Regions from separate parts of the Capsicum annuum genome. Here region 2 is linked to region 1. A link is a contact called in public Hi-C data. All regions are on one chromosome and are shown on one strand. The core of a region is the stretch at or near the end of the contact, and the rest is flanking DNA. Distances in the headings are between cores, read along the strand shown.

The links. Hi-C and Micro-C count contacts between places; a contact is called where the count stands out from the background.
Region 2: a contact with region 1 is called in a Hi-C map of leaf, with 2.3 times the contacts expected there. The contact joins two enhancer-like sites. A contact is called at or near these places in 2 of 5 Hi-C or Micro-C datasets (leaf and placenta).

What each region holds. Positions count from the first base shown.
Region 1 is chr3:111,705,506-111,710,671 of UCD10Xv1.1, reverse strand. It overlaps the pseudogene LOC107863704. Among protein-coding and RNA genes, the nearest start is that of LOC124897378, 23 kb to the left of the region's middle. Within about 2 kb of position 2,096, at least 5 of the 5 cell types and tissues checked have an H3K27ac peak or open chromatin away from gene starts, as enhancers often do. A contact at or near this core is called in leaf, where this site is marked.
Region 2 is chr3:111,816,381-111,821,408 of UCD10Xv1.1, reverse strand. No RefSeq gene overlaps it. Among protein-coding and RNA genes, the nearest start is that of LOC124896634, 80 kb to the left of the region's middle. Within about 2 kb of position 1,853, at least 2 of the 5 cell types and tissues checked have an H3K27ac peak or open chromatin away from gene starts, as enhancers often do. A contact at or near this core is called in leaf, where this site is marked.

The sequences.
Region 1 (5,166 bases), core at 847-3,346:
TGCAGGTTAATAGTGCGAGCAAAGACAGTTCACTTGTAGCAATAGAAGCATGGTATTTAGAATCCAGAAAAGCTGCATTTACCTATATTTACATGCAAATCGTCATCAACTTTGACATACAAATCTGCATCCCAGAGAGAAATAGCAGTAGCGAAATAGCTCTTTGTCTTGGCGGATAGTTCAAGGTATCCCTCAACATGTTCCTAATGAAGTTCAATTGCAAGTCAGCTTTTGAGGAACAACTAATTATCTCCCCTTAACACTGTCCATAAGGGCAGGATTTCAAACAGGAGTAGACCAGAAAACATTGACATTACCAACCTCAAGAAATCTCCATGCTGGTTCTCTTCTGCTTCAATTGCTTTATCAAGAATGCCACCTGATGTTGCACTGCTGAAATGATAACTAATGAGTAACAATATAAAAGACCAAGCACCAGATAATAGATAGGATAAAGATAAAAGGGCAGCCCGGTGCACTATATATCTAACGTGTTTGATAACTAACTATTCAAGAAATTATGAACACCATCTCTTTACAATCAACACATTCATTTTTTTTCTCTTTTTTTTTTGGGAGAAAGGTAATAGTAATCATCAACACATTCTTGAAGAAATTTGTGGTAAATTCAAAGAAATATTTCATGGAGTAGCCTCTCGCTGATATAGAGAGCAACAAAAGAGAAATATGAAGAGTATTGGCCTATGCCGGCGAATCATTACCAGCTACAACATGAAGCTTGGTAACAACACCTGAAGGACATAAGACCTAATCTAGTGATCACATACCTGCATCCTATTACAAACTGCATCACAATGCCCTTTTCCTCCTCAAGTTTCTTTAGCTTATCACCTGCTTTACCACAATTCAAGAACTAAATTTTCAGGAAGCACCTCGTTGTATAGATGCGTACAAATAAGTCAAAATACATCGTTAATGAAGTTTCAAGAACCTTGAGGCATCCAGGTAGCACGAACTGAGTCTCTTCTCTTTCGGCTACTAAAGGCAGTGTTTATTCCTATGACCATCAGATATTTTCTCTTATTGGTTAATTCAGGGATATTCAGATCTTCAGTTATTGGAGAGCCAGTCATTATACAATCCTGCAAGGCCCTTGCTGCAGCTAATTCCATCTCCAGATCTGAGATTGCTTTATCCAGGGTTCTGCATTTTATTAGAGAAAAAGGTTATAAAAAGCTCTAACCATTTAACTACTTATATATATCAAAGCATGATTCTCACAAAATATACAAACAACAAGCATAAAAACCATACTGTGCAACATGATGCGCCCTTGAAGCTACCCCAAGAATATCCTTGGCTTCACTATGTACATCCTTCCGCTTAAAACAACAAGACCAAAGTCATTAACGCCTGACAAACATGACTACCAGGCTACCTAAGATTACATTGCTGTCTGCTTTTCTTGCATCATACTCAAAAAGTTGTAAGATCACCATTGACTAACCCTACCTTTTGATCATCAACCCGTGTTGTCCTTGACAGGCCTTTATCTTCAGGTACTGTCCACATTCTACGCCATAATAACACAATTAACAGTGAAGACAGACATGCTCACGGCATAAATCATAATGAATAAATTGGATAGAGTTGCTAAGAGGAAAGGCTGCTAGAAGAACCATTCTAACTTAAACACCACATTTTGAAACTTCAACACCACATTTTGAAATTAAAGAATAACAAGTCTCTATCACAACCCTCTAAATCTTTTCAGATAACCAAAAACTAGGCTAACGACATTGACAGCTGTGGTGCATTTAAACACCTATGTCAATAAATTTTCTTAAAATTGAAAAGCATTCACCTCCAACTAATCAAACCACCAAAGAAAAATATCCATAAGCGTATCTCTAATTCACCGGCCACAGGACCAACAATGAAAAACAAAAGCTTTGCAAGCAGTTGGAGGAGAACATATATTAGCAATTTCAGGTTCTAATCACATTTCTTGAGCAGATGTCTATTGGAAACAGCCTTTCTGCCTTGACCCATAATTTAGGAAATTATCCATATCAGCAAACACAGACACCAAAAAACAGAAAAAATGACAATAAACTGCAAGATTCAGATGGATAGACAAATACTTCGGTGTAATTCAAAAACTTCATAATCAGAACGAATTTATAGGTAAAATGTGGGGCACGTGAATCCAGGGGTATTCATGAAATTAGATAATTTTATGTGCATATTATTTAAAATTGATAATAGTATTTGTTGACACTTATGCCACGAGAAAGCTAAATGATGCACTTGGTTGAATGTTAAATTATTTCTCTAAAGGACTAAAGATCAATTTGGATAATTTTATGTACATATTATTTAAAATTGATAATATTATTTGTTGATACTTCTGCAGTGAAGAGCATCCCAGCACAGAAGCATCCAATACAGAGAAAAATAGTCCAATTTGGAGAAGCAACACCTTTTAAAGCTCTTTTGCTTTTCCAACTCATTGTATTCTTCATTGCATAACTAATCCAATTAGCAACATTCCAAGTCAACTCCTATTTCAACTTTCTCAAACAAAAAAACAAGAGGTCAGAAGAGACCATGGACACAAAAATTGAGGCAAAAGGAATCTCTGACTGCTGAAGTTTTTTTTAATGGATTTTTGAAGTGTCTCTTTTTTAAGTGGATTTTCTGTTGTGTCAACTGAGAAAGAGCAGGTAGTGTGTAATGGTTGAAGCAGAAGAAAGCAGGTATTCACAGTTTGCGAAAATTTATGTAATGGTATACAAGGCCCACATAAGCACAGTATTGAAGGCTTCCCTACCCACTTCTTTTCTCATTTTATTTTATATATTTATATTCCTCCCAATTTTAAATTTATTTTACATATTTAATTGCTTGATAAAAATAATTATAGTGGCAAGCTAAATATATAAAGAATATATACATATTATTTATATATTATAATTAATATATTAAAATGTAACCCGAGAGTTATCGAAAATATAATATTGTGGGTTAATTGACTAGCACATAATCACAAACGAGGCTCAGCTAGGCCTAAAACTCCAAGCAAAAGCAGAGAGAGTTTTCACTATGAAAACAATGAAAAAGTGTACAATGCTTTAGAATTTCCAACTACATTTCCTATATATAGATTCCCAGTAGTCCCTAACCTATAAGGAAAAGGTCTTCCCAATCCTATAACGATTATATTTTTCTTTCTCAAATCTATCAGTACAAAATTCAAGGTATTATTCAAATATTTCAATCAAATATTCTAAATTTGATTACTATCGAATTCATTAAACTCTAAGTTGCAAAATTTCAATTCATTTTCTGTCTGAAGACGCTTAAGTTTTCTTTCAGTCTGTCTCTCAACCATCTTCTTCTATATAACAAATATTGAAAATGCCTCATCTTTTATTTTTAGAAAATACACTCATACCATTCTTGAGTAATCATCAATCAAAGTCATAAATTACCTGATACCACTTTTGGGGGGAATTTCATTTGGACCCTACAAGTCTGAACATATATAATTCAATTTGTCTTTTGTCTTGTGTTTTGCCTTCTTGTTGAACTTCACCCGTGTTTGCTTACTAAACACACAATACTCATAAAAATTCAAAGCTTGATTTTTGAACTCATTTAACAAATTTTGTTTGTTCAAGAAAGACAATCCCTAGTCACTCATATGATCAAGTCGCAAGTGCCACAATTAAAACTGATCCAGAACACTCTTTCTAGAAGTTACAATTGTTTTTTCTTTAACTAAACTCGCTTGGAGATAATATAGTTTAGAATGAAGCTTGCCTTTTATGAGTACCATAGAATGCTACATTCTCTGAGTGAAACTTATACCATTGATCATCCAAATTTGAAAGAGAAACCAATTTCTTCTTCATTCGAGGAACATACCAACACTTTATATTTTTGATAATGTCATCGAATATTCTCAATTTAAAGTTATCAGTCCCCTCTACGCCTGATGGATTATCATCACCTAGGTAAATAGTTTCAACAGTTTGCTTGTAAGTTGCAAATCAGTTCTTGTGTGGACATAAGGAAAAAATTACACCAGAATCAAAAATTCAGGAATCGTGCCTATGATTAGAAGTCATGGCACAAACTTTTCCTACATAGTCACTGTTATTGAAATTATTACTAGTGTTAGTAATATTTGCTGAGTAATCAACTTTTTGCTTTCCTCCTTTCTCTGTAAGCATAGAACAATCTCTTCTATAGTGACCCTACTCCGGATACTCATCGCAGTTATGTTTTTTTGCTCAAGACTTTGATTCGGTATTTGACTTTTTCCTATTAAAGTATTTTTGTTGTGCTCTTCTCCTATTCACGAGATCTTCGCCCTTAGCTTTGCTATTCGAAAAGCTCTTCTTAAACTCCTTAGATTTTAGTGTATTACTAACATTATCTAGTAAGATACTGACTTTTTCATATAACAACATAGCAACAAAAGTATCATAAGATGGTGGTAAAGAACATACCACGATTAAAGCCTGATCCTCACTCTCAATTTTGATATCTATGTTCTTCAAGTCCATTATAATTGAATTAAACTCATCAAGGTGAGTTTTAACGGGTGTACATTCACTTATAGGAAGATTGTACAATTTTTTTAAGTAAACATGGTTTGTCAACGATTTTCTAATAGAATATACATCTTCCAACTTATTTCTTGTCGTTGTTGCAGATTCATTTTCAGTAATTTCTCGAAGAATGTTATCTGTAACGTTCATACAGATTGAACTCAAAGACTTCTCATTCAGATCTACTTTCTCTGATTCTTTCAACTCTTCTAAAAAAGCTTCCTCAATTGTCTTTCATAATCCTCATAACACCAGGGACGATCTCATTCTAATCTTTCATAGACCAAAACTACTCCCCCTCCCGTGATTAAATTTCTCAATTTCATACTTTAGTGAAGATGATGGAGATATCTTAGCCCTTGCTTATGTGTTGAAATTTCAACCTTGCATACCAAGTGTTGAAGAAATATTGTGGGTTAACTAGCACACAATCACAAACAAAGAAAATAAAGAAGAAAAGTAAATAAGAATTTAACAAGGTTCGACTTCAATTTAACTATGACTAGCTGAATTTAGCCTTAGTCCTATATTCGTATTCCATGTAAATGCCCCCATATGTTTGCGCAGAATTATTCTTGTTAAAATG
Region 2 (5,028 bases), core at 604-3,103, 110 kb before region 1:
GTAATTATTAGCAAGAAGATTGATGGTATGGTAATCAAGAACCTAACAGCTCAGAAACATTGTCTTAGGATGAAATGGCTATGGAGGTTTGCCTCAAATAAATGATCTCCCTGGAAGAAGGTAATCACTCAAAAGTATGATATGGATGGGGAATAGATAACTAAGGAAATTACTACACCTTACAGAGTAATTATATGGAGGTCAATCAGAAATATGGGGGCAAAATTCATGATTAAGTGTAGTCATCAAGTGGGTAATGGCTTGAAAAAATTTTCTGGTCAAACAGATAGTTAGGACAACGTCTACTAAAACAACTCTTCCCATTGATATTCAGTCTAAACCAACAACAAAATTCCACAGTAGGAGTAGGAGAAGTCTGGGATGTGTATGGATGGAACCTGAACTTTAGAAGACATCTTAATGATTGGGAGATAGATAACTTGACAGAATTCTATAGCACCCTTAACCTTTTCAGGGGTCCCTCCTCTCAGGAAGACACTCTTACATAGCAAGTGGATAATAAGAGAGTTTTTCAGTCAGGTTAGTGTACAAGGAATTTAATTATTCTAACAACCAGATTAGTTGTTTGCCTTGGAAACTAATTTGGAAAGTTAAAATGTCTCACAAAGTGGCTTGTTTCAGTTAGCTCGTGGCTAGAAAAGTGGTTCTAACTCATGTAGTACTTAAGAAAAGGGGCTTCCACCGATGCTCTAAATGTTATATGTGTGAAGAAGAATCAGAGACAATCAACCATCTTTTTTTAAACTGCAAGTTAACTGTACTGCTCTGGAAGATATTTCTTAATTTAAAAAGAATCATGTGGGTCATGCCAAGAGATTCAGTTGCAGTACTGGAATGCTAGAACAAATATAGCTCTCACTCAGAACATAAAAAAAAGATGGAAGATTGTCCCTGGTTGTATTTAGTGGACAATTTGGAAAGAGAGAAATTGAAGGTGTTTTGAAGACACTTATAGCTCTACCCAGAAACTGAAGATGGTCTGGCCCTTTTCTATTTTGGGTATAAACATGAATATATGAAAGATGTAAAATCTTTTGTTGATGTGTTAGGATCTCTGTAAGTAGGTTATAGTTTAGTGCATCTTCCTTTATTCCATTGTAAGTATGAACAACTGCAGTTTTTACGTAGCAAATAGTTATACAAAAAATGATACCTTCTAAAAAAAAAAACATGATTTAGTAGAGAATTTATAGACTGCAACGGGTAATAAAAACACCACAATGATGAAACTAGTTTGAGAAAAGACAAATCAGATAAGTAGAATTTAAAAGGTAATGGTCGTACATCTAAGCTTACAATTTCATATAATAAAATTGCTAAAATGCTAATCCAAAAAGCTATGAAAGTGCCTATAATGAATATTAACCCCCCTAAGATCACGACTAAGCAAGGTTATCCTGTTGGTTTTTCAGTGATTATATGGTTAAATTAGATGAGAGCTGTAGATTTACTCTTGATTGGGAAATTTAGTAATTCTATGCCTAAGATGGACATTATCCATAAAGAATTTCTAAAATAAACTGAATTCGCGGAACTATGAAATTGACTTATTTTAATTCTAGACGCTTGTACATTAATCTTCATAATACGTATGATCATTCAATAGTATGGGTTATAGGTAAGATATATATATTGAGGTTCTGTTAATGAGGATGCAAGTATGGACTCCCACTTTTAAACCTGATGTGGAGACACTTCTAGTTCCTATTTGGGTTGTATTACCTAAACTTCCATTGCATTGATACTCCATGGAGGTGGTCAGTCAGTTATTATCCCCTATTAGAAAGGTGTTTTTCTTGGATTTTGCTACTTACGAGAAAACAGGGGTAGTGCAGCTAAGGTAAAGTTACAAATTGATTTCACTAATCGTAGACCTCATCACGTTTGGATGGGATATGATATAGATGAAAGTAGATAGGGAAAATAGCAAACTATCCAGTATGAAGGGGTTCCTACTTATAAGTTATTATGACTACTGCAAACACCAAGGTCATAATAGTATGGATTGTACTATTAAGAAAAGGGATGAGGAGAAAATGGGAAAGAAGAAATTAGCAGAAGCTGGATATAAATAGATAATTGATATACCATAGCTCCAATTGCAAAAAGAAGTAGGTAATCATATGGATAATCCTGAGCAACATAATAATTAACACTGATACAATAAAATAAGAAGACAAAGAAGGAATAATTACCCCCAGTAGCAACAAGTGTACATGCCAAGTTCTCCTCAAGGTAGTCAACAACCAGTTAAGAGCATTCCAAGCTCTACTGAGAATGTAGGTGGCAGTGATATAAAGGAAGAACAAAAAAATGTCTTGTCTAGAAAAAGAGAATTTTAAACACAAAGATACTAGAACCTAACAACACTTATGTTGTAGTTTGAGGAATCCTTGCAATTGATAATAACATTAGAACACATACACCTCAAAATTTCAAGAAGCAACAAGTTTAGGATTTTGCTGCTACTATATTGCAATGCCATATTATACAGAGTAGTTTCTTCAATAACAAATCTACTTTGGGATTGAGTAAGTAAATGAGGCATATCATCAAAATAAGAATGGAAAAGGAAGAGCAAGGTATGCAAGTGCATAATAAGTTTGATTTGCTTAAATCATAGCCTGGAACTACTCATGCAATGTCACAAGTAGCTGATAAATTCAAGGAAAGCTCTAAAATTCCCAATAAGAAGTCGAATCTTACTGACGATTATAGAGTGATTCACTCTGAGGAGGAAGATATGCCTTTAAATGATGAAATGGATTCTACAGAAGAACTGGAGGATGGGAGGATTAAAATTGACACTGATCTTCACACAGAAGTGCACCAATTGACAGACAAGTATGGCCTTTCTCTAATGGGGAAGAGAATGAAATATAAAAATACCAAGAGGTTTTATTCAAGTCATTCTATTAGCCCTACCAAACCTAAAACCAGGTCTCAAACTAAACATATTCATGATTAACACTATATGTTGGAATGCTAGGAGCATTAATACACAAGGTGTTCTAGAAAGAGTTCAATATTTTAGGTAATTTCATCATCTATCTGTTATAGCAATATTAGAACCAATTGTTGATAACTCTCAACTCTCCTTTTGTACTTGTCAACTTCTCATGGAGCAGGCTATATGCAATAAAAATAGCAAAATTTAGGTCTTTTGGAGCTACGATGTTGATTGTAGTATACTAGACAAGGATGATCAACAAGTAACTTTTGAGTTAAATATGTGGCATACCCAAAAACTTTTATTCAAACTTTTGTCTATGCTAAATGCAAGGAACATATGAGAAAAGCTCTCTAGGTTAAACTATTACATTACTCCAATGGTAATAATCCCTAGTGTGTTATTGGAGATTTTAATATTATCACTAATATGGAGGAAAAGTTAGGGGGCAACCTTATAATATGAATAAGAGCTTTGATTTTATAGAAGTTATAGAGGCTTATGGTTTAACTGATCTTGGTTTTCAAGGATATAGCTACACATGGTGCAACAATTGGGCTGGAGAGGATAGAATCTGAAAGAGATTAGATAGAGCCTTGGTGAATAACTTCTGGCTTGATGTCATGCCTACTTCTGCTATTACTTATCTCCCTTTTAAAGGGTCTGATCACTATCCTTTGTTGCTAGAAATGTTTTATCACATTTCTAATCCATTGAAATACTTTAAATTCCCCAATTTCTGGGTAGATAATAGTACATTCACGGACACTGTAAAACAATCCTGGTCAAGACATGTAGAAGGTGATCCTATGTGGTCATTTTATATGAAATTGAAGAGGGTATCTCACACATTGAGTGCCTGGTCTAGAAAAGAATATGGTGATATCCATGCTGTAAGAGTAAGAGAAGAAGGTTCAAATGAATGAAACAACAATCGTAAGAAATAATACTAAGTCTAATAGGACAAAGCTTAATTGTATAAATGTTGAATATATCAAGTATTTGAAGTTAGATCACTCTATACTCAAGCAAAACAACTCAGCTACATTGGTTTAAAGAGGGAGATGCAAACTCTAAATATTTTTATGCCTTAATAAATGGGAGAAGGAGAAGACTCTTTATTCATCAAGTCATTAATGAACATGGAGAATGTATCAAGGGGTAGGATAATATTTCTAAAGAATCATGTGATCATCTTGAAACCATTTTTATTGGAGATGATAAGTAGACTGATAAGGAAATTCTTGAATCTATTCATAAGCTGGTTACAGAAGAGCAAAATCAACTTTTATAATCAATGCCTATTCTTGAGGAATTAAAATAGGTGGTTTTATCTATGAATACACACTCAATTGCAAGACCTTATGGTATGAATGGTGTATTTTTATAGATTTGTTGGACAATTATCTGTACAGATTTTCTAAGGGTGCTATAGTTTTTTTTCTGTTGTAACACTATGCCTAGGTATTTCTCTCATGCCTCTTAGTATTATTACCTTAAATACCATATCCTAACAGGTTTTCTAAATATAGACCTATTAGCCCTAATAACTTTACAAATAAAGTCATCTTAAAGCTAATATTCAAGAAACAAGCTCCTATTCTTCCCTCCCTAATCTCAGACAATTATTTTGGTTTCATCAAAAGGAGAAGTATCACTGAAAACATTATGATTTCTCAAGATATTATTTAGAGGATTAAGAAGCCTATTATGGGAGATAATGTTGTCATCAAACTAGACAAAGATAAAGCCTATGATAGGGTGTCATGGTCCTACATATGTCTAGTAATGAAAAAATGGGATTTGGTGAAATGCTTATTGATATGGTATAGAGGATTATGTACAAAAATTGGTATTCAGTGATTATAAATGATATCAAACATTGTTTTTCCATTCTACTAGAGTGTTGAAACATGGTGATCCCCTTTCACCCACATTATTCATTATTGGTACTGAAGTTATTTTAAGACTTTTGAATAATTTACACCAACACTATTTGTATCAAGGCTTTAACATGTAGAAAAAAGGTCCTCAAGTGAATCATCTCAGCTTTGCTG